3 separate regions of the Mus musculus genome follow, and regions 2 and 3 are each linked to region 1. Evidence: chromatin contacts called from public HiChIP or PLAC-seq and promoter capture Hi-C data. All regions are on one chromosome and are shown on one strand. Each heading gives the region's core, a stretch centred on a gene start, on an enhancer-like site or on the middle of the called end of the contact. The rest is flanking DNA. Distances are from core to core; before and after follow the strand shown. Region 1 overlaps Zfp710 (zinc finger protein 710). Region 2 overlaps Sema4b (sema domain, immunoglobulin domain (Ig), transmembrane domain (TM) and short cytoplasmic domain, (semaphorin) 4B). Region 3 holds the start of Vps33b (vacuolar protein sorting 33B).

Region 1 (2,745 bases), core at 16-2,515:
GAGCTACCAAGCCGTTGCCCACTCTGCAACTTCCTCTCTGTCTGCAGCAGCTGGGCTTCCCTGACAGGTCTGAGCGCTCACTTGCCTAGTCATCCCACTGTTTGGTCCATGTAGCATTTTTAATATCTGCCCTGCAGACTAGGAACACTGCAGCCTGCTTTACACACCATTGCTCTCCGCCATGGGCAGAAGAAACTAAAGCCAGGCCCAGTAGACCCAAGGAACAAGTCACAGCCTGCCCACAAGGCCTGATTTACTCATAAGGCTTCATTGTGAAATTGACTGACAGGTGACGCTCTATCATGGAGGTCCATCCCACATATTTGCTGTTCCTCAGAGCCAGGGCTTCCCACCTGGGATCTTGATCACACCTAGAAACATTGTTACTCAGCGATACCGTCCATTACATCATCCTTTGTGAATTTTCCTGCTTCTCTGAAAGTGTCTCTGGTGCCTCTTTCCTATCCGTGCTGTACATTTGGTTTTGTTTTTTAGCTTTTGACTCAGACCAGTCCCCCGTTCTCTCTCTCTCTCTCTCTCTCTCTCTCTCTCTCTCTCTCTCTCTCTCTCTCTGTGTGTGTGTGTGTGTGTGTGTGTTGTGTGTGTGTGTGTGTGTGTGAGAGAGAGAGAGACATTGTCTTTGAAGAGTCTGTGCAAGCCAGCTGTGTTGTAGAGGACTCTGGATTTGTCAGGTTGAGTACCTTCAAGTTGTTTACTGGTTTACAGCTCTGCTGAAAGGTGTATCCGGGAAAATTGCAAGGGGAAAAGGGATCGCCAGTTGGAGGCATGGCCTTTGTTTTTTACCTCCTGTGAGTCATGGAATGCTCTCTCCTGCTTCAGTTAACTTATTTATAGCTGGACCCAGCTGACCGGAAAGGTTATCTCACTGGGTCCATAGCCAACCTGGATGGCTGGGTGTGTGCTATCTTCATTTCATGGATAGGGGTTTAAGAGGTTGAAGCCCGGCCTACATCCAGGCTACGAGGCAGAAGTGGACAGGGCCCAGCCATGTGACATAAGGTAGGACTCCCTGCAGGGGCAGCTGGGGGCCAGCACAGAGTCACCCCAGCACAGCCCTGAGCCTGAGAATATCAGATGTAATCTAGCCGTAATTTTGAGCTTTGGTGACTGAAACCAGGTACTGTGGAGTACCTGCCCTGTATGGTCTCGTCTGGCGACCTTGCAACTTTAACCCTGCTCTTGCCTTGGCCATCAGCTGCCACACCTCTTTCATGCCCTGCACCTTGCACAAGTTGAGACCCAGGTGGCCACACCTGTTAGAGTTGGGTCCAAAGGCTCCTTGGTCAGGGCTGTGTCCCATGGAGCACACTGGGGTGTTGCCTGACATTTCTACAGTCCCGGAGGTTTTTGGTGTGCTTTGCATTTCTCCACTCCTCTGGTGGAAAGGAGACGCTATTCAGGTGGAAATGGCACCAAGCATGCATTAGACTTAAAAGATGGGAACTATTGAGGCCCTAGCTGACTTGCTGGCAAGGGAGAAGGTACCAGTGTGCATGTGAGACCCAGAGCCTCTTAGGCACGGTGGCCATGATGCCAGGTGAGCCAGCAGGCTCTGCTGGGGGCTTGTGAGGAAACCCAGACCTCAGGCATACACGTGTGCCATCGAGAGCTCCATGGTGTCACTAGTCCTCCCAGCATTCCTGAGGAGCTGGTCCCAGTGTGGTCTCTGGTCATGCCTCTTCCTCCCAGGGTGACACCCCAGTGCTTCAGTCTCTTTGAGAACACATGCCCACACTGTAGGCTTCCCCCCCACACACACACACACGTACCACCACTGCCCACCCTCTTGTATATGAGGAATCTCCTTCATGGCATCCTACCGCATTTTCCTTCTTCATAAAGTCATATTTTTGGGTTAATTTTGCTCACCGTCAAACTGAGTACCAAGCTATGATTGTTTTTGTTACTTATTTCAAAAAGGGATTGAAGGGCCGCAGAGATGGCTCGGGGTAAAAGCCCCCGGGTTTGGTTCCCAGCACCCACACGGTAGCTCACACCTGTCTATAGCTCCAGTCAGTTCCCGAGGATCGGACACACTCCTCTGTTCTCCAAGGGCACCAGGCACACAGTGTACAGATACACATGCAGGCAAAACACTCATGCACAAAAAATAATACAAGACTTTTTAAGAGTGTAGATTACAGTCTCTGAAGGTCCCACCGAATGACATTTTTCTGTCCTCGTCTCAAACTCCTCCCAGGACACCAAGAGGTCAGGACCCAATTGTGGGCTGTTTTTCTCTGTCATCTCAGAAGTAGCTGTGTTTTCATTTCTAGACACTGGTGCTCCTGTAGCCTGTCAGCAGAATTCCTTAAAGCCTTTTCAAAACAAAGGGGAACTTTGTTGTTCTTAATTATGTATTGTGTGTATATGTGCGGTGTGTGTGTATATGTGGTATGTGTTTGTGTGTGTGCTCGTGTGCACACACCTAGGCACATGGGCCAGGGAGCATCGGGCGTCTGCCTTATCACACTCTACCATCTTTCTGTGACAGAGTGTCTCCTCACTAAGCTAAGAGTGAGCCTGGCAGGCAGCAGGCCCCAGGGGTCATGGGGCTACAGGTCTAGGTGACATCCCAGCTTCTGGGTTTCTTAATTCAGGTCCCAATGATTGCATAGCAGACATCTCCCCAGCCCTGCTTTATTTGTTTGTTTTTGAGATAGGGCCTCACTTGTAGCCCAGGCTAGCCTGCACTCACTTTGTAGCCAAGGATGATCTTGGCAC
Region 2 (2,700 bases), core at 136-2,635, 150 kb after region 1:
GACTCTTGAGTCAGCACTGCCTAGGGTGGGGCTGATCCCTATTCCTGTTTTAACCCAGAAAGTTCCAAGCTTCCGGCTGAGTCACAGGGAGAGGGAGAGTCTCTGTGAGGCTGGGGGCTGAGGAATTCCCGCATCACTTCCTGCTAGGTTGGGGTGTGGGATCCTGCAGGTGTCTGCCCTAGACTGATAGCTCTATCCTACTTTCTTGAAGGATGGAGAACTCATGGGGAGCAGAGGCCCTTGGGGGAGCCCCAGCTCCTGGGCAGCCACTAGCTTAAGATGCCTGGGGCCCCCTAGAAAGGTTCAATCCTGATTGGGACAGCAGCCAGGGTTTCTAGTTAGGGTTAAGCCCCGCATAGGGAAACAGGGAGAATACCTGAGCCGTATTCACAGCCAGGCGACCAGGTGGAACATGCTCTGTAGCACAACAGAGAACACACACACACCTCCACCTCTCCAGTCACCTCTGCACAAAGAGCACCAGGCACTCCTGCACAAGCCTGGACAGGCCTCAAGGTTCCGTGCGCATAGGCACACAGACACACAGACATGGGCAGGCTCGGGCAGGGCCCTCTACACAGACGTCTACACAGCCACTTTGTTGAGGTGGCCCCCAGACACGTGGGAGCTTGGGCGGTCACAGCACCCAATTCGTGCTTGTAGCACACGGTCTGTTTCTAGCTGATCTGATCACAAGACCCTTGTGGGCACACTCGGGCTCAGGTGGAATGGGCTGATGCTGTAAGCTCTCAGAAGGGAGGCCGCACCCCCTGCCCTGCCCTCTGCGGCTTGCCCGGCTGGATTTTCCTGCAGGGCTTTTGGATTTTGTTTTTGAGCTACTCGAGTGTTGATCGTGTGCCAGGCACCATGCCAGCGCAGGGGAAACGTGTGTAAGGTTGTTTTGAGTAAAGCTCTCAGTAAGTGTGGGTTATTATGTACATTATTATTTACATACGTAATCTCGTTTCTTCTCATAACAACTCTATGAGGCAGAGGGCTATTATTGTCCCCATTTTGCAGATAAGGAAAGTGGGGCTCTGAGAGGTTAAGTGGCTTGTCCTTATGAGTGGCAGAGGCTGGGTTTGAACCAGGTCTTTGACTCCTGTATATGTTCTCAGTCTGTCCTGTGAGATAACCAGTGGGGAATAGTGAGGTCCACAGCCGGGTTCATCAGCAGCGCACCATGACTCTTAAGTTTGAGGCCCAGGGTAGAAGGGAGGCGGGCTGAGGGCAGGGATGGAGGGCGGTCCCAGCATGAGAGGGCATGCTGTGAAGGGACTGTGCTCAGTTCAAGGCATAGTCCACTTCCCTTCCCTTGGTCATTCTGTTCGGTGTGTTTCCAGCAGATATGGAGAGTCCTGAGCCGCTGGCCCCTGGGCTTCCCCTCCAGCCTGGCTTGACTTTGTCTGAGGGACCCTGGGCAGCTTGCCATCCACCCAGGCTGAAGTGGAGGGGGTGTTGAGCTGCCACCTGGGACTTGTGCTTATCTCGGACTCTTGGCATTTCTGTTTCTGGACAGAACCCAAGGGTGGCTTCCCGCTTAGAGCTGTAGGTCCCACCCAGGTGGAAATGCCCTCCGGTGCAGGCAGATAAGCTCTGGCAAACCAAAGGCAGCCTGTGCTTCCAGAAAACCTTGAGGGGTGCAAGAGATAAAGGGGTGCAGGAGCTGTGTGTCTTGATCTCCCAGAGTCTTCGTGAGCCTCACTTTTTGTCTTATCCCTGTGATACACACAGGAAGCCACAGTGAATTCAGTGGGTGTCATACAGAAGGGCCTCCTGGAGCTTCTCAGAGTGTAGTCCTTGGGCTACCTCCTCCTAAGTCACTGGGAGCTGGTCAAGAGGCTCAGACCAGCAGTTTCAGAATCTCTTGGGAGGGCCTGGAGTCCGGGTGATGTTTAGGGAGGTTGGCATTGGTGCTGGAACTTTCCTTGGCCCCCCAATTTATCGAAGTACTAAGGGTTGGAAGTCTCTGGAGCTGCAGGAGTTGAGTTTGAGAAAAGGCTCTTGGTGGTTTAAAGAGAGGTTTCAACTGCCTCTGGCCTCAGGCAGGACCGTTCCTTAAAGTTCTAGCGCAGCCCTGTGTGTAACTCTGGGTTTTAGGAGTTTGTCAAGACTTCAGCCACAGAGCTATACAAATGTCCTCAAACTTCTGCACCGCATCCCTCCCCAGGAGAGCTTCTGGGGCGCAGCGGTGGGGGCCCTGTTGTCCAGTGACTGGAGCTGCTCTCTACCTCATGTGTCTCAGCAGGCTTACTAGGGAAGCCCCACCTGAGAGCTGCTTCAGCACCCTGTGCTGTGTGGTAAAAAAAAGCTGAGCTTCCGTCAAAGGGCTAGTGTGGTTTCCTGTTCTTGAACAGTGTGAGAACCAAGTTTTTTCATTTCCCCTTTCTCCGTGGCTACCAGGAGTCTTGGTACTAAATTTGCAACCCACCCCAATAGCTATGTAAAGATCCTGTGACCTGCTTGTGTGACCGCTCTTTTCTCTCTGGTTTAGATGTCTTCTTCAGATTGGTTTTTCTCTGCCTGTGATTTTAATGCTTCTATCTCAACACTTTCTTGTCTTTGTGTTTCCTTACCTCTTCCTGGAACCAGGCTGAGGGTATGTAAAGACACGGGACACGCAGACACACATGAAGTCATCCTCACATTGCTTGGCTGGCATGCTGTCTTCATGGCTTCCCAGCTCTGTGAGTGTGTTTG
Region 3 (2,700 bases), core at 98-2,597, 210 kb after region 1:
TTTTACTATACCTGGCCTCAATATATTTCCTATACCTTAAGTCTCACCTCTCACATCTTTTCCTCTTTGCTAGTTATTTTTAGAAGCTGGGTCATTTGTCCCAGGTGAGTTTCTGCTTTGAGGGAGTGGGAGTTGGGGAGGCAGGGAAGGGGTTGGCCAGAGGTTGGGGTGGAGTCCTTGCTAGCTCTCCAGCTAACCTTTTGAGTCAGGGTTTTCTGATGAACCCAGAGCCAGGTGATTAGGTTAGTCTAGCTAGACAGCTTGCCTGAGGGATCCCCAGCCTCTGACTTTGGAGTGCTGAAGTTACTGAGCTGATGTCACACCCCCTTAGCATGTTTGTGGGTGCTGGGGATCCAAACTCTAGTCTCCACCCTTTCATTCACTGAGCTGTACCCCAGCTTCCCTCAACTTTCTGTGGAGACCAGAGTAGCCGAGAACTCCTGATCCCTCTCTCTGCTTCGAAGGGTTGGGTTTACAGACACCCACCAAGATGACAGACTGCCTTTGTTTTCTTTCTTTTTTAAACAACAAAGTATTATACCTCACCCTTTCTCCCATTATTTCATTTATTGATTTCCCCAGTCAGCTCCTATCTGCAATAGACAGCATGGCCTACATATTGTGACCTTGTTTCATAAACAAATTCTATGTAAACAACACTATATAGATGTGTTTCTGTGTTTTTGCTTGTTTTTGATTTTTGTTTTGGTTTTTCTAGACAGGGTTTCTCTGTGTGGTCCTGGTAGTCCAGGAGCGCACTCTGTAGGACAGGCTGGCCTCAAACTTAGAGATTCACCTTCCTCTGCCTCCCAATGGCTGGGATTAAAGGCGTGCACCACTACCAGCTGACTACTTCTGTATTTTGCCTCTTTAATTTGTACAGTTGTTTTGTAGCATGATTGTGCCACAAGCTTATTCATTTCTTCCATAATGGCCATTAACAAATCGAACTCCAATAGCCAAGGGTTACAGCTGGCAAGCCTTAACTTTCATAGTCTAACACATTCATTCCTCTTTACACTGCTCGCTTACCTTCTATTACCAGGAAGCTAAGGACTGAATAGTTGGAGACTAAATTAACAGCTGAGACTCCAGCAATCAGCGCTCTGTAGACTAGGTTTCTCTCTCTCTCTCTCTCTCTCTCTCTCACACACACACACACACACACACACACTGTGCTCTGCAGACTAGGTTTCAAACACACACACCGCTCACATTCACACAAAGTAAACCTGTGAAAAGATTCACTCCCGTTTTCAAATGTCCCTTCCCGGCCGCCGTCCCCTTCTAGTGCTCTAATCGCTAACTGGGAGACCCGGACTTCCGGGATGTCTAGGAAGTGGCTTTTCTCTGGGTAGGAGGCGGGGTTCCCCGGCACGCTGCCGAGTGTGCGGATGTCGTTGGGAATCCTGCTGACAGGCTGAGTGGACTCGGGCGGGACCAGTGACTATAGGTCTCCAAGGAGAGTCGCCTGAGCCTGTGGCCGTCCGTCCGGGAGGTGGTCGGTCATTCATCCGTCGAGTACGGCAGAGGAGCGAGGGCCCCTTGGGGGTCCTGGGATCCAGAGCCCAGGCAAGCGGGGTACCAGCCTGCAGTAACACCTTGGGCTGTCGCCGGCCTTTGCAGAACAGGGAGAATTCTGCTGCTCTCACACGGTGGCTCAGGTGACCGCTGCCATGGCTTTTCCCCATCGGCTGGACGCCCCTGAGCTTCCCGACTTCTCTATGCTCAAGAGGCTGGCTCGGGACCAGCTCATCTATCTGCTAGAACAGGTCAGTGCCTGCCGTGGCCGGCGCCTTTACTGCGTCAACAGTGTGGCCCTCAATGTGACTTCTTCCTTGCTGAGTCCCTTGGTTTTTTTTCTTTGAGCTTCTGAGACAGATCCAAAATGGGGCGGTCAACAGGAAAAACCAGAGTAGTAACAGTTGCTTGAGACCTGGCCAGAGAATAAATGGAAATTGCCAGCCTCTGTGCAAATGAAAAAGACACACTTGTGCCAGGCATCACTGGAGATGGAAATACAGTTGAAATACCTCTGTCACTAGTTACATTCCAGGAGATGCCCTATGAAATAATGACCCCTAAAGGGTGCTGGATGGTAAGTGAATTCTAGACTTCCGGAAAAGTTTAGAATAAACAACAGCTGGGGCGATCTAAGAGTTTCCTGAGATCTAGAGTTTGAAGAATAGACATGCTTTCTCTGGAGCAGGAACATCGTGCACATTCAGGCAGTTGGGCTGCTAGATGGGAAGCCTAGCAGGGAAGGACCGGTGCATGAGCAGAGGAAAGAGCTAACAGAAGTTACACTGTAGGTTGGAAATAAAGTTCAGTGGTTAGACAATTGCCCAGGCAGGGTTCTCGGTTTCATCCATTGTTCCCCATGGGAAAGAAAGGGTGGTCGTACACACCTTTAATCCCAGTGCATTCATTCCTTCACAGGCAGAGGCAGGCAGATCTCTGAGTTTGAGGCCAGCCTGATCTACAGAGTGAGTTCCAGGACAGCCAGGGCTACATAGAAAAACCCTGTCTTGAAAAACAAACAAACAACAAAAATCAAACCCAAACAAACAAATTACACAGCAGGCTGAAGACCCACACCCATTTGTAGTGTGAAGCAATGTTTGCCATAGTGGTTTGTAACGAAGAGCAATTGGACAGCAGGCTAGTTCAGAGAATACTGATTAAAGTAGTAAAAGCTTA

Evidence for each region. Promoter capture Hi-C pulls out the DNA fragments that hold promoters and counts their contacts. HiChIP or PLAC-seq counts read pairs in DNA pulled down with a chosen protein or histone mark.
Region 2: a contact with region 1 is called in a FOXA1 HiChIP or PLAC-seq map of pancreatic cancer cells. The contact joins two enhancer-like sites.
Region 3: a promoter capture Hi-C map of pre-B cells shows a contact between it and region 1. The contact joins the promoter of Vps33b here to the enhancer-like site in region 1. A contact is called at or near these places in 2 of 39 promoter capture datasets (liver and pre-B cells), 1 of 15 datasets of contacts at CTCF or cohesin (the NIH/3T3 cell line), 3 of 115 datasets of contacts at active chromatin or transcription factors (bone marrow-derived macrophages, microglia and pancreatic cancer cells) and 2 of 9 other capture datasets (adipose tissue and liver).

Annotation. Positions count from the first base shown.
Region 1 is chr7:80,059,321-80,062,065 of GRCm38.p6, forward strand. The region is part of intron 1 of Zfp710 (zinc finger protein 710); the gene reads left to right. Among named protein-coding and RNA genes, the nearest start is that of Gm51449, 4.4 kb to the left of the region's middle. Within about 2 kb of position 1,266, at least 108 of the 459 cell types and tissues checked have an H3K27ac peak or open chromatin away from gene starts, as enhancers often do. A contact at or near this core is called in adipose tissue, bone marrow-derived macrophages, microglia and 2 more, where this site is marked.
Region 2 is chr7:80,207,601-80,210,300 of GRCm38.p6, forward strand. All of the region lies in intron 1 of Sema4b (sema domain, immunoglobulin domain (Ig), transmembrane domain (TM) and short cytoplasmic domain, (semaphorin) 4B), which reads left to right. Among named protein-coding and RNA genes, the nearest start is that of Sema4b, 10 kb to the left of the region's middle. Within about 2 kb of position 1,386, at least 237 of the 459 cell types and tissues checked have an H3K27ac peak or open chromatin away from gene starts, as enhancers often do. A contact at or near this core is called in pancreatic cancer cells, where this site is marked.
Region 3 is chr7:80,268,308-80,271,007 of GRCm38.p6, forward strand. It overlaps Vps33b (vacuolar protein sorting 33B), which reads left to right and starts at 1,348. Exons shown (of 23, transcript NM_178070.4): 1 at 1,348-1,772. The coding sequence starts at 1,677.